Linked DNA regions of Mus musculus: all the other regions are linked to region 3. The links are chromatin contacts, called in public Hi-C and promoter capture Hi-C maps. All regions are on one chromosome and are shown on one strand. Each heading gives the region's core, a stretch centred on a gene start, on an enhancer-like site or on the middle of the called end of the contact. The rest is flanking DNA. Distances are from core to core; before and after follow the strand shown.

Region 1 (4,066 bases), core at 919-3,418, 760 kb before region 3:
TTCTTCTTCTTCTTCCTTTAAATTAAAAGGTGGGAACTATGCCATTGGAAATGATTGGCAGCCAAAATTTCCCTTTCTATTTCTTCCACTGGTGGTAAACGATGTGGGGAGAGAAGCAAAGATCTGATATGGAGGCAAATGTGATTCAGTTCTAGGGATCAAAACAATACAGGAAGATTAAATGTGGAGTCGTACAAGGGAAGAGATACACTTGTGTATAAAGCAAAGTGCATGACACTATAATAAAAGAGCTGTGTCAAAGACATGGGGGATGGAAGAAGATGACTTCCACTGGCCAAATTCAGACAAATTTGGATAGTAACAGGAACTATTATGATAATGAAATAATAATGCTCAATTTTAAAACTTAATTCATTTCCCCTCCCCCTCCCCCCAGCCTCAGCACCCCCACCCCCACCTATGAATTAAGTTTTAAGATGTGAACAGAACACTATACTATGGTGGTTAGTGTTAACTGTGAAGCTGACAAAATCTAGAATCGCCTGAGTTGGGCCTCTGAGTATGCCTGTGACAATAGTGTTTTTTTCATGTGATTTTTATTATGAACATGTAGCGTGTGTCTTTATTAGCAATGACCTTTCTTTAGATAAGCACGCCGTGATCATCCATAAGGTTTCTGCTTCTGACACACTTGTTATTAAATTGGTTATTTGACACAACCACATGGTGAGTTCCAGGATGACTCATAAACCTGCTTTTGATAATTTTATTATAAACAAAAATGTTTATATTTGGTTTTTATTGAATTGAGCTTATCTATATCAAATTCCCCTTTTAGAAAAATGACTGCATAGCTAACTGCTACTCTGGCAACAGGCATCCATGTGGTACACAGACATATATGCAAAATATCATAAAATGCACTTTTTACATGAAAAATATTCAAGACAGCATGTTACTACCTGAGAGTTACAGTATTCTATGTTGTTAACAGGATGCTTTACAAACTGTTAAACTGTCACTGAACTAACATTTAGTCTCAGTGAATACAGTGTGGCCAATGACCACCTAGTGATTTCGAATTCAGGACCACCACTCTCAGGAGGAGAAGCCAAATGTAACTCAGACAGGAATTTGGTCTCTTAGATACCCCAGCACAGTCTCTCTCTCTCTCTCTCTCTCTCACACACACACACACAACAGGGTTTCTCTGTATATCCCTGGCTGTCCTGGAACTCACTTTAGACCAGGCTGGCCTCGAACTCAGAAATCTGCCTCCCAAGTGTCTGCCTTCCAAGTGCTGGCCAAGAGCCTGGCTCTCTCTCTTCCTTCCTTCCTTTCTTTCAAAGATTTATTTATTTATTATATGTAAGTACACTGTAGCTGTCTTCAGACACACCAGAAGAGGGCATCAGATCTCATTACGGGTGGTTGTGAGCCACCATGTGGTTGCTGGGATTTGAACTTCGGACCTTCGGAAGAGCAGTCGGGTGCTCTTACCCACTGAGCCATCTCACCAGCCCTCTTCCTTTCTTTCTTAAAGATATATCTATCTATCTATTTATCTAATGTATAGGAGTACACTGTAGCTGTCTTCAGACACACCAGAAGAGGGTATCAGATCCCATTTTAGATGGTTGTGAGCCACCTTGTGGTTCCTGGGAACTGAACTCAGGACACCTCTGGAAGAGCAGTCAATGCTCTTAACCAGTCCTGTTCTAAATTAAGAAATAATAACCAATTATAGCCAATTGGTTAAAACATAATAAATTGCTTTAAAAAGAATTTGAAGAGCCGTTTCAGGAATTTTCTGTTTGATCATGCATTGTGATTATGTAGGAAAATGTTCTGAGGATGTGCATAATAGCATTTGGGATAAAGAATCTAGAAGTAATTGTAAGAGGGAAAACGCTAATGAGCTGGAGAAAGGCTACACTGACACTTTCTGTGTTGTTCTTTAAACTTTCCTGCCGATATAAATAATTTCTCCTAAAAACATCGAAGGAGCAGCGGAATGATGCTCAAAGCTGGGACGCAAGTTCTAACCTGCTACGCAAACTAAACCCAGAAGAGCGTGGAAACACCTTTCAAAACTACCGCTTCCGCCCTGCCCGTCGGCTCTTCCCGATAGGCTGGCGCCATCCCGGGGCCCCGCCCACGGCTCCCAGAAGCCCGTGCGCGCCCAGAAGCTCGTGCGCGCCCAGCAGTTCCGCCTCTTCCTGCCTGAGGTGAGCTGCCATCATGGAGACCGAACCTCCTCCTCTGGAAGAGCGGCGTCGGCTCCAGGAGGAGCTGAGCGAGTTTGTGGAGAGCTGCTGCCGGACGCTGGAGGAGGTGACGGCGTCCCTGGGATGGAGCCTGGATCAGCTGGACCCCGGGGACGAGGCGGAGGCCGAGGTGAGGGGCGAGGTTGCCCGGCCTTTCCCGGGCCGCTGACTTCTCGCCGTGGGAAAGGCGCCCGGGGAGCCCACTTCTCTCCATCCCGGTGCGATGCAGGGGAGGACAGGGCTCGTCCGGTGCATATCCCGGGGGCGCTGCTGCTGAGGTTGGCGATTTGCTTCGTCATGATATAAGGATTCTGCATTGCGTTAGATTCAGTGTTCACTTTTCTCTATCTTAAACCCGGACGCTTCCCACTCGGACAGGACCGATTGTGGGACGATTAAAGGGCGCCACCAAGGAATGGTAGCTAGTAGCGGACCCCTAAGGAGTGTATTAGAGTGAATTATCCTGACTTATTTAATAGGTGCAGGATAGAGGGAATTTGCGTTGCGCGGTGATTTCTTATACCCTCTTCATTTACTATGATGCAGTAACAAGGTTTAAGTCATATGTCGATGGAAATATTTAAGATATATGCAATTTACGTACAAGCTAATCACCATTGTCTTAAAATTGAAGTGGAAATTGGAAAGAAAAAAAACCCTTCATTGTACCTTTACAAGTATATTTGGAGTTGTGAATTAACCAATATAGTTCATGGCTTAAAGCCTAGTAACGATGCTGTAAAAATGGATTTGGGGGACAACTGAAAAAGTTTGAGGTATGAATTGATAATTTTATGAAATTTCCAGACCATTGAGAATGGAGGGCCCCACCACTCCTTCATTTATTATCGAGATATTAGACAACATCGTGATATTAACACTTAACACGTTCTAAATGGCACTGCGTTACTTCATTTAAAATTCGTATCCCAAGGAGGCTAGAATAATTGGCAGCATTTTACAAATGAAGAAACAAAAACATCCCAGTGGGATTGGCAACTGGGACTTGCAGGCCTTCTGATTTCTGAGGTGTATTTTGCTTAACCGCTATATGAAAGTCCATTGTAAAACTCCCAGATTATCCAGTAAACCGTGAAGTACATGATTATCTGATACTCACTGTTGTAACTGGCTTAAAAAATCTGGTAAATGACATTGATAGTTTTGAGACTAGTCCAGATAATTAATCAATTTCCATGTTTCATGTGCACTTGTAGAGTTTGTCATGGTAACAGTGGGGGGAGGGGTAAAGAAATGACAGCTGTTATTGTGTGGCAAAGTCTGTAATGGGGGGAGTTGAAATTTTTGTAGTACTGGTTATTATAGACTATGATGGGTCAGAAAAAGCATCTAGAAAAGTATATTCTTTAAAATCTGCGTGGGGCTAGGCTAGAGAGATGGCTCAGCGGTTAAGAGTGCTGGTTCCTCTTCCAGAGGTCCTGAGTTCAATCCCAGCAACCACATGATGGCTCATCAAACCCTATGGGATTTGATGCCCTCTTCTGGTGTGCAGGTATACAGGAAGAACACTCATATACATAAAATACCTAAATGAATAAGCCTTTAAAAAACTTATGGGGGCTGGTGAGATGGCTCAGTGGGTAATAGTACCCGACTGCTCTTCCGAAGGTCCAGAGTTCAAATCCCAGCAACCACATACATGGTGGCTCACAACCATCCGTAACAAGATCTGACGCCCTCTTCTGGAGTGTCTGAAGACAGCTACAATGTACTTACATATAATGAATAAACAAATCTTAAAAAAAAAAAACAAACTTATGGATATGTGTGGGGGTATGGCCTGGGTAATGGGTCCTCAACTTTTACCTTGTTTCGGG
Region 2 (4,694 bases), core at 1,275-3,774, 860 kb after region 3:
AAGGGAGAGGAGAGAGGAACTGGAGAGGGGGATCGAAATGAATGACATGGATTTATAAAATTCCCAAATAAAAAATTAAAGTCAGAAAACAAATGTGTAATTTCATCGTTCTTCTAACTTCAAAATATCCAGATGCAAATTAAGATGGCCACCATGTTACTAGGTGAAACAGTCCCTGCTCTTGCTACTGCGTCTGTGGTCCCTCATGGCCCCAGACATCACGTGGAGGGTGACTCTCTTTAGTTTTCCTTTTCCTTTCAGTTCTCTGGTATTCATCTTGCCAAGTTTCAGTTTTATTTTTAGCGATTGTATTTTAGAGTCAGGCCTTTTCTTGGACTAACCAGTCTTGGCTGGTTGGCAGGGATGGGGGTGGGGTGTGGGGTGAGGAGAGGAAGGATGCCTAAGCTGGCTGAGCCTATTTCTGAAGGATGTGGCCTCCCAAGCCACCAGCTCTACTCAGGTGGCTCAGTGAGTTCTTTCTTAAGTATCTCTATGTTGCTTTGTTAAACCCTAGTTTCCAAAGACAAAGCATTTTCCCAGTTTCTCTTGCTCCTGCTATTATTATCTTGCACACAGATGGGGAGTGTGCAGATTTACAGTTGTCTGGAATGTCTTAAGCATCCGCTGGCATTTTATAGTTTGTGGGAAATAGGAATCACGCACGAGAGTGACTGAGGTAGTAGCAATAGAAATATGACAATTATTAGCAATATCTTGCCATAAACCCACAATTCAGCTTATAATTTTCCTAAGTTCATAAAGCCATTTAAAATTCTGTGTTTTATTTCTGATTTTAAAACTAACTATATATTTTCAGATCAATCCTCCACTGAGTTTTCTTAGGATTTTATGCATTGTACACTCAAGTTTCCACTATGATAGCTGGCTGATGTCTCTCAGAATTGTCTCCATGATCAGCTGTTTAGGGTGAGGCCAATCACAGCACTGCATGCCATTGTGTGAGTTCTGACTATATTTACGGAATCGTTCAGTATTTATATTTCATGTTAAATAACTGCCTTTGGTGTTTCAAGTGTGTCTTTAAGTACACATACACTTATTTTTCATAAATAGTATTTAAAACACCTGAGTACACACATACACACACTTTACATTTCAAAAATAGCATCATTTCCTAAACTATAGCTTGTTAAAACTGGGTACATATATAGAGAAAGCTTGTCATTTAGTAGAGTCCTACTTTACAGTGGGTTAATGCTAGAAAAAGGGAATAAATTGTGATACTTAAGCAATGTAGCCAGAAATTGGTACTGTATCTCTTTAGCATCCTTTCGTTGGTGAATATTTGGAAAAAATAAGTTGAATTTTAACATGGGAAAATATTGTATTCATGAGCACATTACATATAAGAACCATGTATGTAAATGGCTATATTTATAATTCCAATTTCATATTTAAAACAAAACAAAAATACACAAGTCCAGCCACATAGGCATCTCTGAAGGGTGTAGAAAAACTAGAGAGAACGACCGTGTGAAGACTGTCCCTGCTGCGCCCTTCTCCCCTTCTGTATTCACAGTAGATGGAGCCACTTAACACTGACCCCCACACTCCACCCCACACTAACCTCCCGAAAAGTTACCCAACCCCGTAAGGATCCACAGAGTCATAGTACCACCTTGGAGATATTTCCAAGACTAGAGTTAGCCAAACGATTCTATTCCATGTTTATGCTCCATACTAGACACGGAAAAAAAAAAAAAAACACCCAAAAAACAAAAAAACAAACCATGATTGCCCAGGCACATCCCCGGTGTAGCCAGTGGGCCAGCCCAACCCAGTCGATGCCTTTTTCAGAATCAGCCTGTTCCTCAGCACTTGCCTGGCTTGTTAAGCAGCCTGGTATCTTCACCCATGGAGACAGCACTTGAATGGCAGGCACCGAGCCAGTGTTTACCCTGTGGGGCTCCTGAGGAGCACCGTATCTGTCAACACTTCCTATCACTCTCCCATTTATGCAAACCAATTCTCCCCACCCCCACTGTTTTTTTCCCCCTTTTGGCTTGATGCATTCATCGCCAGACTGCAGACACCTAGTTAATCCATTTAGAAGCTATCAGCTCTGTTCATCGGCTCATAAACCTATTACCTTGGAGGCGCAGTTCTGAGGGACACAGGTGCCAGGCCAGGACACAAAACCCAATTGAGCTGTGTAGCAGGCAGTGTGGGGCTCCTAATCACGATTCTGCCTGCACGGGGACCTCCCCGTGTTCCGCCGTAGCAGGCACTTTATTAAATATCGATTTAAATCACGTCCTTTAATCAAATCTGATAGAGGACCTTTTTCACCTTCGCCCCTTCTCAGTTCCTCCTCACCCTCCTTTTCCAATCAGCCGGTCTGGTGACATCCAGAGCCCAGGAATGAATAGTTAGCAAGCCTTTCCCCAGCAAAACCCTCTTCAGCAGTAATGAGGCATTTGTGGTAATCGGGTGATGAAATGTAAATGGCAGTAATGAGCACAATTACATCCACTAGGGAGCCATCGGCGTGGCTTCTTTCCTCAGATAGATGAGGGCTTTCTCTGCCATTGCAGGCTGAGACTTCTCGGGGCTGCTGGATGGAGGCGCGGGCTGGCAGGAGCGGGAGCCCAGAAGCCAAAGCGGTGGCCTTGAACTCCAGGCCAAGATGCGCATCTACCAGCGTCGTCTCCCCTCCTCCCTCTACTTCCTCCCAGGCACGCCAGCTGCGGGGCTTTCAAACCGCGCCCTCTTCCTGCTTGAGGAGCTCAAGGTGAGCCTTGGGCCTGATGGCTGCACGGAAAACCTCTCTACATGTCAGCAGAGCTCAAAGCCAAGAGGTGGGACGCTTGCCAGGGAACACAGGGGCCATGCTGCTGTTTGTGCAGGCTTTGTAGTCAAGCAAGGAGACCCGACAAGTATGCAGGCATCTCCCGGAAAGGGAGCTCAGCACATCTGGGCGGGTGGTACCCGGAGCTGGGCTGGTGTTGTGTTCAGGATAAGATTTAACTACAGATCTAGAGTTGCTGACCAGAGATCTGACCTTGGAGTAGAGACAATGAACTGTGATTTAAGAAAACAAAAACCGGAAAAACAATAAAACCAATGGAAGTGAACGTGACTTGCCCTGACATAGAAAGACACATTATTGAAGTGTTGTTCTTGGACACGCAGTAAATGAACTTCCAATTTGCTAATGATTACAAGATATGTATCTAGGAATATTACAAATTACATGAATTTCTCATGGACAATTCTACGGAATAAAGGAGCAAAATGCTAACGCTCAATGTGGGACTCAGAGTTAGCAATGCTAATATAGGATTTTAATGATCTTTCATAAAATCTTATGACACTTAGATTAGTAGCTTCCAAACTCAGGAGAAGTTAGTATATTTTAAGATTATATTAACAATTTCCTGGTAGAACAACCATCTGATTTGTATTTTCTCCTTTGAGCTTTTTGTCATTAAATAGCTGTCTGGCTGGAGTTAACAGCTTCTGATAGAATAGGAGGCTAGATTTTATAAGGAGAACAATTTATTAAATTTGCATGACTATTGATCAATATGAGAAACATATCTATCGTTTAATAGCATTCACTTTAAGAGGGAACAAGTTTGGCCATTTATATTACATTTTCAAATGTTTTATTTCACTGTTTTCATAAAACATTAATTTCAAAGCATATTTACAGTTCTACTTTTTCCCCCCTCTTTTCCCCCCTCCATATTGCTTTTATTTGTTTTTGCCTTTGGGGAGAGGGATGATCAGTCATTTGAATTCCCCCACCCTTCTCTCTGAGTACTTTTACCAGGTATTCTCTGCTGAGTGTGGTGGTGTATGACTTTAAGCCCAGCACTGGAGAGGCAGAGACAGGTGAACCTCTGTGACTTGGAGGCCAGCCTGGTCTACAGAACAAGTTCTAGGACAGTGACACAGAATAACCCTGTCTTGAAAAACACAAAATAAAACAATGAATCAAAAAAAAAAAAAAAAAACAACCAAACAAACAAAAACAAAAAACCCCACATTCTCACTTTATTGTCCCGGTCGCCCTGCTATTCAGTATGCAGCCCAGATTCCCTCAACCTTATAGGACCCGAAGCATCCTCCTAAGCGCTGGTTTAATGGCATGAGACACCATGCCCAGCTCTTTCCGGGTTCTGGGTATAGTTAGGAGAGGCTAGTGCAATGGCTCACTCTTAGGAAGTTGAAGAGTCAACTTTTGTCAAACTCACCCTTCTGCTTATGGCTGTCTGCAAATTAGCTTTTGTTCATTTGCTGTTGAAAAGTCAGAATGCTTTTTAAGACGCCTAAGTGATCGTCACAGCGATGCCCATTTTTGGTCCAATTTAGTTTTCAATCTGGGGAGTAAAGAAGAAGCGAAAGCATCCCGTTTTATACTTGCTTCTTTCAAGTCTATAACTGGTGTCTCCTCTGGGTCATGCAAATGTGGGCGTTCCCTGAAGTGAATTGCACACCTCTGTGTGAATGCAGAAGCCAAAGGACAGCTTTGTGTTGGTCCTCTTCTTCCTCCACCTGGGTCTCAGGGATCGAACTCAGTATATGGGGCTTGTAATCAAGCACCTTTGTCCACTCCCTCCCTACACTCTGCGCCTTTGGTTAGGAAAAACTGTTGTAAGGAATCAGCCCCGGGCTCCCTCCTTTGCCTCTCGTTTTCCCCCCAGGATTAATGCATTTCTATGCCCACC
Region 3 (4,326 bases), core at 74-2,573:
TTACAATGACACACTGAAATAAAAGCTTATTTCTTTATACAAGTCTGTGTGTCTATGCCACAGATGGCAAGCAAGGGTCAGAAGACAACTCCTGGGAACTGGTTCTCTGTCATTTCACCTTATTGGTTCTGGGCTTGGCCACAGGCTTGGCCTCAGGTGCTCTTACCTGTCAGCTTGCTGGCCTCACCTTATCTCTTAACCTAGTCTTTTTTTTTTTTTTTTTTTTAATGTGAAGGAGGTACGCTTTCTATTACAAAGCTGGAATGGGAGGAAAACTTATCATGTGCACAGCCTGGAAAAGTCCCAGCTTCGCCAGAAACCTGCAACGCTCTAGTAACAATCATGTCTTCACAACTGGGTTCCAGGTGTGGGATAAGATCAAAGAGCAGAAAAACAAGATTGTGATTTCTCCCATACCTTATCACACAAAAGGGTGAGAGACTGGTGATTTCCGAAACTCTATTCCCCTCAAGGGCTAACAATAGGATTTAAAGTAGACTTTAAGCAGAAGTAATGCTATCTAAAATATTTTTCAAACGTTGTCAGTGTCTTTCCCCTCCAAGTCTCAAACTATCTCAACTCACTTGTAACAGAAATGTTTAACTAAAATTCGGGATTCTGATAATCTACTGTAGAAGTAACGCAGATGTAATTCATTCAAACACAAAAAACCAACCAAACAAAAAAACTCAAAACAAACAACTCATGATAGTAAACTAACAAAATCTTTCAGTGTTTTTCCCAAAGAAGAGAAAAGGAAGGAGGAAAGAAGGAAGACACGGAAAGATAGACAGACAAGGTAGGAAGAAAGAAAGGAGAAGAGAATTCAGCTGTAAAGCCCGAAAGAACGTACAGGGATTTCAGCGACATAAACTTAGCAGCCCTGCAAGAACAGTCAACTCGCTGCAAGGCAAACAGTCACCAGGTAACGGAGAGAGCGGACACAGACCCGGAAATGACTCTGAACTGCAAAAACAGCCAAGGGAATCCGAGAGACCAAGTCTCTGAGCACAGAGAGCAGGGTAGAGGAGGGGTCCGGCCCGGGGGTTCTCAGGCCAACAGGGAACGATGCTCTTCCCGGAAGCGCGCGCCCCGACCACCCCGACGGCGGCGGCGTCCACCTTCTCTGTTGACACGGTGTGGGAGCCCACCCGAGTTCTGCCTGACGACGCCTGGCCGCGCAGCAAGACCCCCACCTCCCAGCTCCGCCGCTGTCACCTCCTCGGTCTCCGTCTCCGCCTCCGGGTCTGCTCCCGCGACGGCCGCCTCGGCCGCCACCTCCCCGGAAGGTCTTCACACGCCGGACCCTGCGCGCCACTTCCGCCTAGGCGTCTCTGTGCGCGTGCGCCGGCGCGCGGCTCCGCCCCTTCGCCCTCCCCACCCCCTCGGCTGTTTCTACCTCTCCACCCTGCTCCTGCGTGCTCTGAGCAAGGGTCCTGTCCATCTCGTGGCTTCTGCGACCCAGTTGACTTCACATCCGCGATCGTGAGCCGGGGCGTGTGAAGGATGCCAAGGTTTAGAGTGCTCGAGCCGGATCTCAGCAGCCTGAGGTTCCCTTTCCCCAGCCTCCACCTTTTGATTCAAAGGGATGAAGTTGCTTCTCAACTACTTTCCTGTCCCAGTTCTCCGGACTCACTCCTACCCTTCTGGCCAAGGTGGACTGAAGAAACAGGAAGCCTGCGTCACATGCCCTTACAGTGATGATGGTTTGTAATTGGCCAGAAATGAACCAGGATTGTGTTGACATGCCACTCACTGCTTGAAATGTAAATCCCTGGCTTGGAGTCTGACAAATGTTATAAAATCTCTGATATTTGATCGCCAAATATCATAAATTATTCCACATTGAGAGCTACACTTACAGTTACTGAGATACAATGAAGAAAATGCCAAGATGGGCTTGGCGATAAGGATTATTACGATTACCTTAACCGGAATAGTATTCAAGAGTCTGCTTTGAAAAGGGGTGAATAGTGTCAACAGAAACGTTACAATCCGGTCAGATGTGTGTAAGTTTTAAAATTTCACAAGAATTAGGCATTGGGAAGCATTTATGCCTTAGGAGAGAATCTCTGAAGTGGTGAGGGAAAAGGTCCAGCTAGACATTTTAAAAATACCAGCCTTGCTAAGCCAGTTTTGTATGAAAGTTGAAACTTTAAAAAAAGGGGAGGAAAGAAAAAATCCTAAAGAGAATAACAAAGCCCATTTAGACATTTAGAGATGTCATTCTATGGCTCAACAATAGCAAATAGTAGCAGTAAAACAACTGTCAGCCAAGAAGGAACATTATTTATCAAACACCTGTTGAATGTGCCTATGTGTAGGGTCATATGCATAATTTATAAGTAGCTTATATGGACTTCCAGCCCTTAAGGAGTTATAGGACATAGGTGAGAAGGTAAATGGTAATATAAATCTGGAATACAAGAGGGGTTAAGGTCCACCCACTCTTGCTTAGGCAATCACAATAGCCTAGCTGGCTTCTATTATCTTTTACTTCCTTACAGCCTAATTCTGCCCAAGAGCAGGATTTGATGCTGCTTTGCTCTCAATGCTTTAATGGCTTTTACCATCTCATTGAAACCTAAAACCCTCTCCGTGGTTTGCAACTTGTTCTTGATGGGTCATATCCAAACAACACTTTAGAATTCATCTAACCCCCGTCAGGCACGACATGCCTCACTTTGCTTTGCTTTTCCTATTCCTTTGGTGTGGCACATTGCCCTCAGATATGTCCACTGGGAATGAAAACCAAGCATTTACCAACTGTTACCGTGGAATTAGGGATGAGGTGAGTGAGAGAGTAAGCAGGTAAGAGCAGCCCTGTTTGCCAATAGGAGCAAGGAAGACTGCAGTTATGGCCAGCCACAAAGCTAGATCCGAAACAGGGTTACCATTGCCTGTGGACTCATGAGGAATGCATACTCTTAATGTGAAGACAAGAAGCGCAGTCTCAGCATGTTGATAGCTTTTGACTAACCACAGAACAAACAGAAGAACCAAGGAACTATTCCCACAAAAGATAACCTCATGCCCAAACTCTATCCTTGAGAGGGAAACAGATCCCGTGACTCTTGATGAAAAACATTGTATTGCCACTGAGAAACACTGTATTTCAGTTTAGTGGTCATCTCCCAGCACACTTGAAGCCATTTGCACAAGGAGTTACTCTGTAGAAAGTAAATTACCAAGTCGCCAAGGGCCATTGTGCATAAATGCTGAGTGGATAGTGATGTTGAAGACTCAAAATGGAGGCCTAGTGGTGAAAGGCATGCTGTCCATAATCTATCTCACAAGGGCATCCCCAAAGTATGTAAAGTCCTTCAGAGAATGAGTATTTAACAACAGACAAGGTCTTCTCTGATCTGTGCTGTTGATGCAAGGAAGGGGCTGCTGGAAGCTCTTGAAAAAAAGTCTACTTTTTAGGGTCCAAAGTGGGAAATTAGATACTAATTGCACATACAAGGAAACTGAGATTTCATTACTAGACAGACTTGAAAAATGTTCAGAAGGTGTTCTCTTCTCCTGACAACTTTTTGACCAACCTGCGCAGATCTTGACTGATGGACCTGGGATCCGAGGTCCTGAAAGAATGGGGCAGACTATGGTGTAATGCTGCAGACAATCTTATTACAGTTTCAGTGCACAAAAGCACATGAGTGTAACCAAAGAAAGCAATAATCCAAGTAAGGTTTGTTTCAGTTCAGAAAAACATGTAAATCAATGCCAGTAAGCACATACTAAATATTAACAGAGCAGCCCTTTCTCAGGACAGAGAGCAATTGAGACACAATTTCCTGGCATGTATTATAGATTATATCTGGGAAAGCATGAAAGCAAGGCAGAAGGTCATATCCAGATTCAGGGTACACTGACCAGCTTGGTTTCTATAGCTATGACCTGACATCCAACAAGAATAACCATGTCTTCAAAATCGAATGTAAATGTTTGTCACAGGAGGCACCAAACTGTGTTCAGTAACAATTCAGGGGTCAAGGTTCACCTGCTGTAAAAGGCTCTCTGCCTTTTCCCCCCTGGAACTTCTTTCACAGTTCCCCAAGGCATTGTTCGCCTTAGGTCAATATTTTACCAAGTTCCCAAAATAAGACTCTGAGATCAGATGCTAATTTCAGAATTTCAGAGGCAGCATTACTACCAAAGACTTTAAAAATATAGGGGATGTTGCCATGAGTTGTTTGGTCCTCTGCAGTAGTCAGACAAACCGTGATGTGCAGTTGCTGGGCTCTAGTCAACCTATCTAAGTAACTCCAACAGTAGCTACTGTCAAATGAGTGAGTTTTAATGAGAATGCATGTTTTTATGTGA

The links. Promoter capture Hi-C pulls out the DNA fragments that hold promoters and counts their contacts. A called contact is a pair of places that touch in the nucleus more often than the background predicts.
Region 1: a Hi-C map of B cells shows a contact between it and region 3, with 7 read pairs. The contact joins the promoter of Snrnp48 here to the promoter of Slc35b3 in region 3. A contact is called at or near these places in 2 of 484 Hi-C or Micro-C datasets (B cells and CD4 T cells).
Region 2: a promoter capture Hi-C map of hippocampal neurons shows a contact between it and region 3, with 2.5 times the contacts expected there. The contact joins the promoter of A230103O09Rik here to the promoter of Slc35b3 in region 3. A contact is called at or near these places in 2 of 39 promoter capture datasets (embryonic stem cells and hippocampal neurons).

Annotation. Positions count from the first base shown.
Region 1 is chr13:38,202,771-38,206,836 of GRCm38.p6, forward strand. It overlaps Snrnp48 (small nuclear ribonucleoprotein 48 (U11/U12)), which reads left to right and starts at 2,169. Exons shown (of 9, transcript NM_026382.2): 1 at 2,169-2,358. The coding sequence starts at 2,203.
Region 2 is chr13:39,821,655-39,826,348 of GRCm38.p6, forward strand. It overlaps A230103O09Rik (RIKEN cDNA A230103O09 gene), which reads left to right and starts at 2,525. Exons shown (of 2, transcript NR_167690.1): 1 at 2,525-2,752.
Region 3 is chr13:38,959,214-38,963,539 of GRCm38.p6, forward strand. Slc35b3 (solute carrier family 35, member B3) reads right to left here and starts at 1,324. Exons shown (of 10, transcript NM_134060.4): 1 at 1,219-1,324. It overlaps 5033403F01Rik (RIKEN cDNA 5033403F01 gene), which reads left to right and starts at 1,406. Exons shown (of 3, transcript NR_131019.1): 1 at 1,406-2,009.